Regions from separate parts of the Mus musculus genome. Here region 2 is linked to region 1. Evidence: chromatin contacts called from public promoter capture Hi-C data. All regions are on one chromosome and are shown on one strand. The core of a region is the stretch at or near the end of the contact, and the rest is flanking DNA. Distances in the headings are between cores, read along the strand shown. Region 1 has its middle 3.2 kb from the start of Gm24154. Region 2 overlaps Tead1 (TEA domain family member 1).

Region 1 (4,943 bases), core at 910-3,409:
AGAAATAAGAAAAATGTTTCCAACTTATTTGAGAGCAGAAGGATAATACCCTTCAATATAAAATGTCTTATGGGCTGGAAGATGGCTCAGCTGTCCTTTGGTTCTTATACCCACACTGGGTAGCTCTCAACCACCTATACGTCCAGATTCAAGGGTTCTGAAGCCTCTGACTGCTACAGGCACTTGCACTTATGTGCACATACCAACGCATAGACACATACCAACACACAGACAGACACACACACTTAAAATGATAAAAATACATATCTAAAAACTCAACCTCATCTTGGTCGTTCTCCCAGCCCCAACAGACTTGTAAGAAGTCAAGGATGCATAGAATGTCAGTGCACTAGGGTTACTACCTTAAGAGAAACTCCCTGGGCCAGGCGTGGTGGCACACGCCTTTAATCCCAGCACTCGGGAGGCAGAGGTAGGCAGATTTCTGAGTTCGAGGCCAGCCTGGTCTACAAAGTGAGCTCCAGGACAGCCAGGGCTATACAGAGAAACCCTGTCTCGAAAACACCAAAAAGAGAGAGAGAGAGAGAGAGAGAGAGAGAGAGAGAGAGAGAGAGAAAGAGAGAAACTCCCTGGTCAGTGCCAGGCTGTTTACTTTCTACTGGCTGCAGCCTTTGGTGAAGGGCTCCCTCTCTCATTCTCCTTGTCCTGCAGTTCTAAAGGCTGGGGGGAGGTTCCATGGTGAAGTGTATTGGCTACTCTTATAGAGAACCTGGTTCCGATTCCCAGCACCCATGTGGAGGTTCATAACTGCCTAACTCCAGGTCCAGAGGAACTGATGCTTTTTCTGACCTCTGTGGGCTCCTACATACACCCAGCACACATGCATGCACACACACGCACACACATGCTCATCCACATGCACATAAAATAAACATTTGTCTTCAAAAGAAGTTGTTGTATAGATCCAAACTGTGTCTAAAAGTCACATGTACACAAGAAAAATGTCTTTGAATGTGGAACCATTCATGTGGTTGTGGCGTTTCATTATAGAATAAGCTCAGAAGCAGGGTTGGCACACTAAAGCCAAATCTGCTCCACCAATAAAAGTTGGTAAGAACCCAGTCACATCAATGCCTCCACATTTGCTTAGGGTCACTTCCATGCAGCAGAGACCATGTGGAATGCAAAGCCAAAGACACTATCTAAAAAAAATTGCTGAGTCCCAGCCAGACTTGCTGCCACCCAAGCCATGGAGTCTTCGGTATCTGATAGTAGGGGGCAGGGGCCATCCCTCTCCTTCCCGGGATGAAAGAATTGGATCGCCACCCAAGAAAGATACTGAGAGACATTAACATCAAGAGACAACTGTAGGCTGGAATGTGGTTCAGCTGATAGACCATTTCCTTAACAAATACAAGGCTCTAGGTTCAATTCCCCAGTACTGTATAAACTGAACCTTGTGTTTAATGACAGTAATCCCAGCATGAAGGAGGAGGGGAGGCAGAAGGATCAGCAGTTCCTGGTTATCCTCACCTACATAGTGAGTTTCAGATCAACCCAAGTTACCTGAGACCCTCCCTCCCCTCAGAGAGGGGGAAGGAGAAAGATGTGGGAAAAGGAGAGGGAGTGGGAGGGCGAAGGAGGTATGTGGGAGGGGGGACGACGGAAGACACAGACTCAGAGAGAGAAAGTGGAGGGAAAGAGAAAGAGAAACTGCATGTGGGAGGGGGGACGACGGAAGACACAGACTCAGAGAAAGAAAGAGAGGGAAAGAGAAAGAGAAACTGCATGCTTATCTTCATGCATATTTGCAGTGACCGCAAGTATCATTCCTCTCGATGGTTTCTCAATATTGGAAACACACTTGATGTGGGCCGTTTTTGCAACTGCTGTCAATCTCCCATTATATTTAGCAGTGAAACCAAATGTACCCTCTGAAGAAGTTCATTATCGCATAAGGCAGCCAGATTTCTGAAGCACGGTGTCTGCTTCCTTACATCTTTCTCACACTGTGGGATTTCCATCCCTTACGATGCATCCCGCACAGAGCTGGCACCGGAAACAGCCGTATTTCAGCGATTCTGTCTGTTTGCACTACTGCGCCGTGCTTGTGTTTGGTGAAGCCAAGCCTCAGAGCGCGGCTAAAAGCTCTCAGTAGAAACAGAGACACACTCATCTGGAAGAAGAGTCAAGTTCTGTAGGAGCGTGGCCTGGAGCATTTCCAGCCCAGTGGTTGGGAAAGAGAGTGCCCACCCACTGCACACCCTGAGCAGGCCTTGGCTCTGTGACCAGCCTCGTTACCTCACCACGGTGGGAATATGGACTAAGAAACAATTTACATACAGGACCGATGAAGCGGAGCAAAGGGGAAAGGTTGTTTTAGGGTATTTTTTGATTTTGTTTTTTAATTAATTTTTAAATTAGCATACAAAGTGATGGGTTTCATTATAGTATCCTTACATAGATAGCATAGATGTCACTATCTTGTTGTCAGCTGCTTCCCGTTCCTCACGTTGCTCCCCATCCCCCGCAGCTGGTTTCCTTCTTTCCCCCAGATAGTCCCCTTTCTGCCGTCTTATATGTGTTCCAATATCTTATCTCTCACCTCCCTTAAAATCTCTTCCTTACCTCTTGTGCTGGCTTCATCACCTACACACACACACACACACACACACACACAGACACACACACACACACACACTGGCATATGCACACACACACACACACACACTGGCACATGCACACACACCCCAATTTTAATTCAAGGTTCTGCACATAAGGGAAAACATGTGGTATTTATCTTTCTGCAGTCAGGCTTATTTCATTTAACCTAATAATCTCCAGTTGCATCCATTTGACTACAAATGTCACGATTTCATTTTCTTTATGGCTACATAAAATTCCATTCTGTGCATGTACCACGTTTTCTCTTTTAGGTTTATTACGCATGTTTGCCTGCCTGTGTGTATATATACCATGAGAGGGCATGGGCTCCCCTGGAACTGGACTTATAAATGGTTGTGAGCCATCATGTGGGTGCAGGGAACTGAACCTGGGTCCTTTGCAGCCAAAACAAGTACTCTTAACTGAGCCATCCACCCGTCTCTCCAGAACTGGCATCAGAGTCTCTTTATTCACTCGTCTGTTGGTGGACATCTAGGTTGGTTTGATTTTGGCTATTATGACACAGATGTGCAAGCATCGCTGTGGCCTGTTGACAGAGATGCTTCAGATCGATCCCCGGGAGAGGTTTCGCTGGGACATATGGTGCTTCTCTGTGTTTAGCTTTTTGGGAAATCTACCACTGATGTCTATAATGACTGTGCCAGGTTAAATTCTCCTGGGTCCACCTGCCTTTGTAGCATGGTTTTTGTTTTGTTTTTTTCTTTCTTCCTTCCTTTCTTTCTCCCTTCCTTCCTTCCTTCCTTCCTTCCTTCCTTCCTTCCTTCCTTCCTTCCTTCCTCTCCCTCTCCCTTTCCCCCCCTCTCTCTTTTTGACACAAGTCTCACTTTATAGCCCTGGCTGTCCTGAAACTCCCTATGTAGACCAGGCTGGCTCACAGAGATCTCTCTGTCAGTGTTTCCTTGATGCTAGTCATTCTGCTTGAGGTGAGATAGAACCTCGAAACAATCATAATTTGCATTTCCCAGATGGCTAAGAAGGTTGAACTTCAATTTTTTTAAAAAAAGTCTATATCAGCAATTTGCTTTTCTACTTTTGTTAAGGCCGCTTAGGAGATGACATTTCTTCCTGCAGATTCCACACACCTGCAGGGGGACGTTCATGACCCCAGGTAAGCAGTCCCACTTGGAATACCTTTACATGTTATTTAAACAAGATATGGTGGGAAACTAAATAGGGCTTTAATAGCCCTAATAGATAGGGCTTCTAAACTCTGGAAGCCCTGAGAGATTGTACCTTCTAGCAGAAGTAAAGTCCTTATATAACGGTCTCCAGGCAATTCCCACCCCAGTCAGCACAGATGATAACATCCGGATCAACCTCACCACGAACACCCCCTGTTAGACTGTGTTTGCCCATGACACAGATATGTATGTACTGTGACATGATTGCTCCAAATCAGTAAGTACTGGACTAGAAATCAATAAAAAGCAAACAGAACCGTGCTAGGGGTGTAGGGTTACCTTGTGATCCCAGCACCTGGGAGACGGATGCAGGATCATCAGCTCAGGGCATCTTCAGCTATTTACCAAGTTCTAGGCCTGCCTGAGCCTCCCAAGACCCTGTCCAAACAGTAAACAAATAAAAGAAAGCCTGTGTGTTTTATACACCCGAGGGAGGGAACATGGGCAGCTGAGGTAGAAAGTACCAATTCAGTCAGCTCTCTGCCTGCTTGGGACCCCCAGTCACACATTAAGACACATAAACTTATCTTTCTATGCTATGTAATATACATTTTTATAACTATATATAAAATCATCCAGCTAGTCTCATCCTTTCTTTATGTATGAATATTGTTTCCTTTCTGCATATAAGATCACATGTACATACATACACATATATTTAAGACAAATATATTTTTAAATAAGTATGTAATCGGGCTGGAGAGATGGCTCAGCCATTAAAGGCTAGGCTTTCACGCAAAGTAAGTATGTAATCCTACAGGAAATAGTGAGATATGGCCACATCTTAGAAAGCACAACAACAACAATAACAAATATATGTGCATATATATAAACTGATTTTGAAATTCATAGAGAACAGGAAGAAATGCAAAATTCAATAATCTAGAGCACTGGTTCTCCATCTTCTTAACACTGCAACCCTTTAATACAGTTCCTCATGTTGTGGTGATCCCTGACCATAAAATTATTTTCATTGCTACTTCCTAACTGTAGTTTTGCTACTATTATTAATCGTGATGTAAATATCTGGTATGCAGGATATCTGATATTGGACCCCTTGTGAAAGAGTCCTTAGACCCACAAAGGGATTGCAACCCATAGGTTGAGAAGCTCTGATCT
Region 2 (5,262 bases), core at 1,048-3,547, 68 kb after region 1:
GAGAAAGCCCAAGGGTAGCTCTGCTTCAGACTTGCAGGGCCCACGGTGCTCATCATCCGGTCCTCACTCGGGCATCCTGATGCTCTTGGTCTGCTTGCAACTGTGTATTTAACTGTGTATTTAAACAGTGACAGCAACTTGGCGATGGGAAGACAGCTAGTGAGCAGACTCTGGGCCCTCCTAGGCAGATATGGAGAGGTAGTGAGAAGCCAGTGGGGAAGGTGTGTGTATTGAATTTCCTGAGTTCTAAAGGACAAATCTTTATTTTCTTTTCACTTTTGTGGTATTAAACATCAAGGCTCCCCCTCCCGCCCCCATTCTCTCTTTTTTTTCTCATACCTCCATTAAGTTGCATCCTCAGCCCAAGAGTTTTTTTTTTTTTTTTTTTTTTTTTTTTTTTTTTTTAATCTTTCTTATTTCATGCATCCCAGGCTCTGTAACCTGAGGATGGCTTTGAACTGACCGTCCTGTTCCCACCTCCTGAGTGCTGGGATTATGGGCAGGTGTCACCATGCCGGGTTTATGTGGTGTTGACACCAGAACCCTGGGTTTACTGTTGAGTTGTAGGCATTCTACCAGCTGAGCTATACGTCCCCAGCTGGCTTGAGTGTTTTGTAAGTTGGGATGTGTGTGAAAGGGAGAATCTTGTGACTGGCCATGCGGTGGTTCTGATCGTCCACTTGATTTCAGATACTTTTCAGAGCCTTTAGATTGCATGTAGTTTGTCCTGAGACAAGTCAGTAGCAAACGTACCTCAGAATGTCATCTCATCAGGAGTGAGGTTGTGTGGAGTTTGGTTATTCTAGGTTGTCTTGGCTAATATGACATTGGGCAGATCATCTTCTGTCCTTGGGCTTTGGTATCTTCACCAGGAAGTTTCCTCTCCTCTCCCATCCTTGCCCCCACCCCCTCCTTTTAGGGCAGGGTGTTTAGTACAGCCCAAGTCATGCTGGAATTCATGACCCTCAGCTCTTGGGATGCTTGCCCGCCTTCCTATCTGTAAATCTGTAGAGAAGGTTCCCTGGGTAATAACCAATTGTGAAGTGCTCACTGGAGTCTTAACTTAGATCAGACTTTCTAGGGACTGCCTGGGGGGGGGGGGTCGGTTAGCCTGCAGGATGGCTCCTCGAAAACCAGGGAAATCCAGGCAAGGCTTACAGTACTCGGAGGAATCCATCAGTAAATGTATGATAGTTGGACTTACCTTTGCAAAGTAGTAATAAAGAATGAGATGAAAATTTTTCAGGAAATAATAGGTAATTTATATCCTTCCAAAAGAAAGGCCTTTTGTGGCTTCCTTCCTGATTCTGAGCTTGGTGTCTATAAATTCTTTTGGTGATTGTTGGAAGGGGCTTGGGGAGGCAGTGCAAACGGCTTGGACCTGGGAGGTGGAGAGGGAAGGTCATACACAGCTCATGCCTAACATCACTGTTCTCCTTGTAACTTTAGTTTTTATTAAAGTAGCTGTGGCTGACTTGAACCTCATTATGTAGACCAGGCTAGCCTCAAACTCTTGCCTCCCCACGTCTGGCCTTCTTCAAAACTCTGAGACTACTTAAGGCAGGCTGCCTTCCATTTCCTCACCTGGAAAATGGGGCTAAACGTTGGAGTGATGTGTCGGCTGCTCTTGGGCAGGCTGCAGGAGTGGCTCTCAGCTCCCTGGCCTCTGTGCTCCCAAAGAAGGCAGACTGTACAGTTGGTCTTTGCTCCTCTAAGCCTCCCTTTTTCTGGATCAGGTACATTTCACATGCTAATTCAGGTGCTTGTGGGGGGTGGGGCGCAGCTTTTTTTTTCTCTGTTTATTTTCTATTTACATATTTAAGGGGACAGGACTTTTGTTAGCCTAAGTGATGAATGTCTAATTCCAGGTATTTCCTGGATAACTGAGCCCACTCACTCCGGGAAGCCAAATCGCCTGTTGAGTTGTTTTTTTATTCCTTTGAATCCTTTCACAATTTCATGTGCGTAGTTTTGGAAGTCAGCTGTTCTAACTGATCCTGGTCTGCCCAGGTTCTCAGCTACAGCTCAGGGTGTGTCATCGACCCTGAGTTTTTAGGTCACTCTGGCTGAACAGGCTGAGCAGTTACCGATTGCTCTGTGGGAGCCTGAGCCAGGGACCACCTGCATTTTATCGGCTTCCTGTCCTTATCTCTTAAGAAGCCATGCGTGGCAGGGTGTGCTGCTCAGTCAGGTTTCCCAATCTGAAAAAGTTAAAACTAAAAAGGTTTCAACATTTTAGGAGGAGAGTGGTGGGGCTGGAAGGAGGCCTTCAGGGACAGCAAGATTTCAAAACCCGACAGTGCCCTCTTCCCGGCTTTCTTGAACACAGTGTGTTGTATACTCCCAGGTTTTACAGTGTGTGAATTGTGTGTTCAAACCAATGAACCCAGGATGTAGTCACTGCTCTGACTGCCCTCTGTTGCACCCCTGCCATGTCCCTTGAGTTTTGGTGGTGGTTCAAGCAGTTAGTATTTAGACCCAATGAAAGGAGCTTATGTCAGTTTGCTGGGTTTAGTGAAGAAGGGACAAGAAGACCCAGAAAGATCCTTTTAAGCATAGGCCTTCAACCTTTCTAATGCTACAACCTGTTAATGCAGTTCCAACCATAATATTATTTTGTTGCTACTTTATAACTGTAGTTTTGCTACTGTTATGAGTTATAATGTAAATATGTGATATGTAACTACAAAGGGGACTTGACCCATACATAGGTTGAGAGCTTTTATTGTGTTGAGTATAGCCCAGTAGTAGTCCTGACCTAGCATGTACTAAAGACCTGGGTTCTTCTTAGTGTATTCTTAGTCCTGCGAGTCAGAAACCGGCAGATCTCTGAGTTCCAAGCCAACCGGAGCTATAAAATGAGACGGTGTCTCAAAACAAAGTGTAGGAAATCTTTCACTTACTAAGTGCTAGTAAGGTTGAGTTTTTGGCTCCCAAATGATGAATGCCTTATAGTTACTGGTTAGATGTACTTTTTTCTTTTGTGTTTGAGACAGGGTCTTATGTAGCCCAGGGAGGCATCAACCTTGCTTACTGTATTGCCAAGGATAACCTGGAGCCTCCCATCCTCCTGCCTTCACCTTGTGTGTTTCCATCGAGAACAGCGAATTGTGCTTGCTAGGGAAGCGCTCTTGTCAGCTGCTCTCAAGCTTGATGGCATCTAGTGAAATGACATCATGAAGGATCAAGTAGAAGATGAAGTCACCTCTGGATAGCACACGGGCAGCTTGCCTATTACCACGTCCAGTTTGTCAATTGTAAGGTGGTGGGGGAAGGCTGTCTAAGTCATTTTAATTGATAGCTGAGCTTTCAACCTCTGCACTCTCCTGTTTTCCTATCGTTCACGGGGCTCTTCTTGCTCCCACATCCTCCAGTCCCATCCTGATTGTCTTAACGATGTGGCCTCTGTTTCAAACTTCTGCTCAGTGTGGCTTGTCCTGGCACCCTGTTTTCCTTTCAGAATACCTCAGTGCATAAGGGATGTGGGAGATAGCATTTCTAATGAGAGACTGGCCAACTCCCTGTTACTAGGTAGAAAGAACAGTGTCTGGAAAGGAAGCTTGAGTGGCTTTGCAATATGCTTTGTTGTGTGTGTTTCAGATCTTCTCTTGGAGCTTGTAGTCCTGTGGAAAAGGAAGGAGTAGGGGTCCTGAGGCATTCAGTGCCCTCTTTAGTTCTTAGGAAGATGGGAGTAGTGTCCTACACATGGGTGGAGAAAATGGGGTGGAGCCTGAGGAATGTTTGGAAGAAATCTTTGCCCCAACCCAAAAGTCAGTATGAATCATTTGGTGCTAGTGGGTGTCTGAGACAGGGTCTCACTGTATATAGCTTGACTGGCTTGGAACTCACTCTGCCTCTGGAGTACTGGGATTAAAGGCGTCGGCCACCCCGCCCAGCAATGCTGGGGCTTATCTGGGTGTGTTGCCTTAATGTTTATTCAGTTCAGTGTCTTTGGGGTTCGAGGGAGACTGGAGCCTCTGGATTTGGTCTTTGAGCCCAGGAGCTCAAATCTGTGGTGCTGGTGGTAGAGGGCATTGAAGGTACTCAGTGAGTTTGAGGCTCGGTCCCTCAGCTCCCTGGTGGTGTAGGGAGCTTTGGTTGGGAAGCCTCTGCCATTGGTTTTTCTGTGGCCTCAGGCTTGTTCTGGGGATGGGACTCAGGGCCTCACATGGGCCAGACGAGCTCTCTAACATGCTGCCAGCCAGCTACAGGGCTTTAGATCTGGGGTGATGTTGGGGTGTCTGCCTCTGGATCTGCCTGAATGTGTGTGTGAGATGAATCTGGGAGCCCACACTTCTAAGGCCAGTTCACTCCTCATCCATTCTAGTTGTGATAATCAGTGGGCTTCCCAGTGGGAATTTGGGTAGGAAAGGGAGGTAAATTCTTTTTTAAGCCAATTCTTAAAACACCAGCCATTCAAATGTAAAAACTTCATTTGTGATTGAGACCTGTGAAGGAGCTCCGAGAGGTTTAGTGAGCCTCCCAAGGTCACACAGTCAGTTCTTTGATAGGCTGCCTAACAAAGGAGTTAGGATTAACTCACCTATCAGGTTTTATTGTGGAATTTGAATGAGTTATGGCAGTCCTTGATGTGGAAACAAAGAGACTTCTCTGTTAATGGTTTTGCCTTGGAAAGAGGATGGCTACTTTATCTCTGTAAGTTCCATTTTCTCCATCTTGAGTATAAACATGTGGTGGAGATCTTAAGCAGTTGGGTGTGGCCCAGGGGAGCCTTCTATTTGTCTGGCCCGGAAGGAGCAAAGGTCAACTCTAGCTTTTAGCTTTAGTTTTTTAGTTCTGTGAGGACCTGAGTCTGGCCTCTGGAAGTGAGAGCAGGGGGCCTGCGTGCTTCCCGTAGTCCGTGGGGGGAGGGGCAGGTGTGGTTGGAAAGCTGGAGGCTGCTCTGCCCCACTGGTCTCTAGGCTGGCAGTCTAGAGGTTTGCCTTCAGTTTCCCCAAGGCTGCTTTATGCAAATGACACCTGCTAGGATCGGTACCCCCAGATAACCTTGATTAATTCCACTCTCACCTTCCCATCTGGGCTATCACCTGCTATTTAGAGGCTGAACTTTGAGATGAGGTGGAGACACTTTGGTTTTTAGGAGAGAGGAAGGTTTGTAACTGTTTTTCTCCTTGGGTGTGTTGGTGGTTGGGGTCCCTGCTTGCCAGTTGTGGGTTCTTGTCTTTTCGTCTGCCACAGCTAGCCCTCTTCTCGGTCCCCTTAGATGTTTGTGTTGTAGAGTTTTGGCGTGACCCCAGCTTA

The links. Capture Hi-C pulls out chosen DNA fragments and counts their contacts.
Region 2: a contact with region 1 is called in a promoter capture Hi-C map of adipose tissue. The contact joins two enhancer-like sites. A contact is called at or near these places in 1 of 15 datasets of contacts at CTCF or cohesin (the NIH/3T3 cell line), 2 of 484 Hi-C or Micro-C datasets (both in embryonic stem cells), 3 of 115 datasets of contacts at active chromatin or transcription factors (embryonic fibroblasts and embryonic stem cells) and 2 of 9 other capture datasets (adipose tissue and pancreatic islet).

The regions. Positions count from the first base shown.
Region 1 is chr7:112,618,907-112,623,849 of GRCm38.p6, forward strand. No RefSeq gene overlaps it. Among named protein-coding and RNA genes, the nearest start is that of Gm24154, 3.2 kb to the left of the region's middle. Within about 2 kb of position 2,160, at least 28 of the 459 cell types and tissues checked have an H3K27ac peak or open chromatin away from gene starts, as enhancers often do. A contact at or near this core is called in adipose tissue, where this site is marked.
Region 2 is chr7:112,686,819-112,692,080 of GRCm38.p6, forward strand. All of the region lies in intron 1 of Tead1 (TEA domain family member 1), which reads left to right. Among named protein-coding and RNA genes, the nearest start is that of Tead1, 10 kb to the left of the region's middle. Within about 2 kb of position 2,298, at least 49 of the 459 cell types and tissues checked have an H3K27ac peak or open chromatin away from gene starts, as enhancers often do. A contact at or near this core is called in adipose tissue, where this site is marked.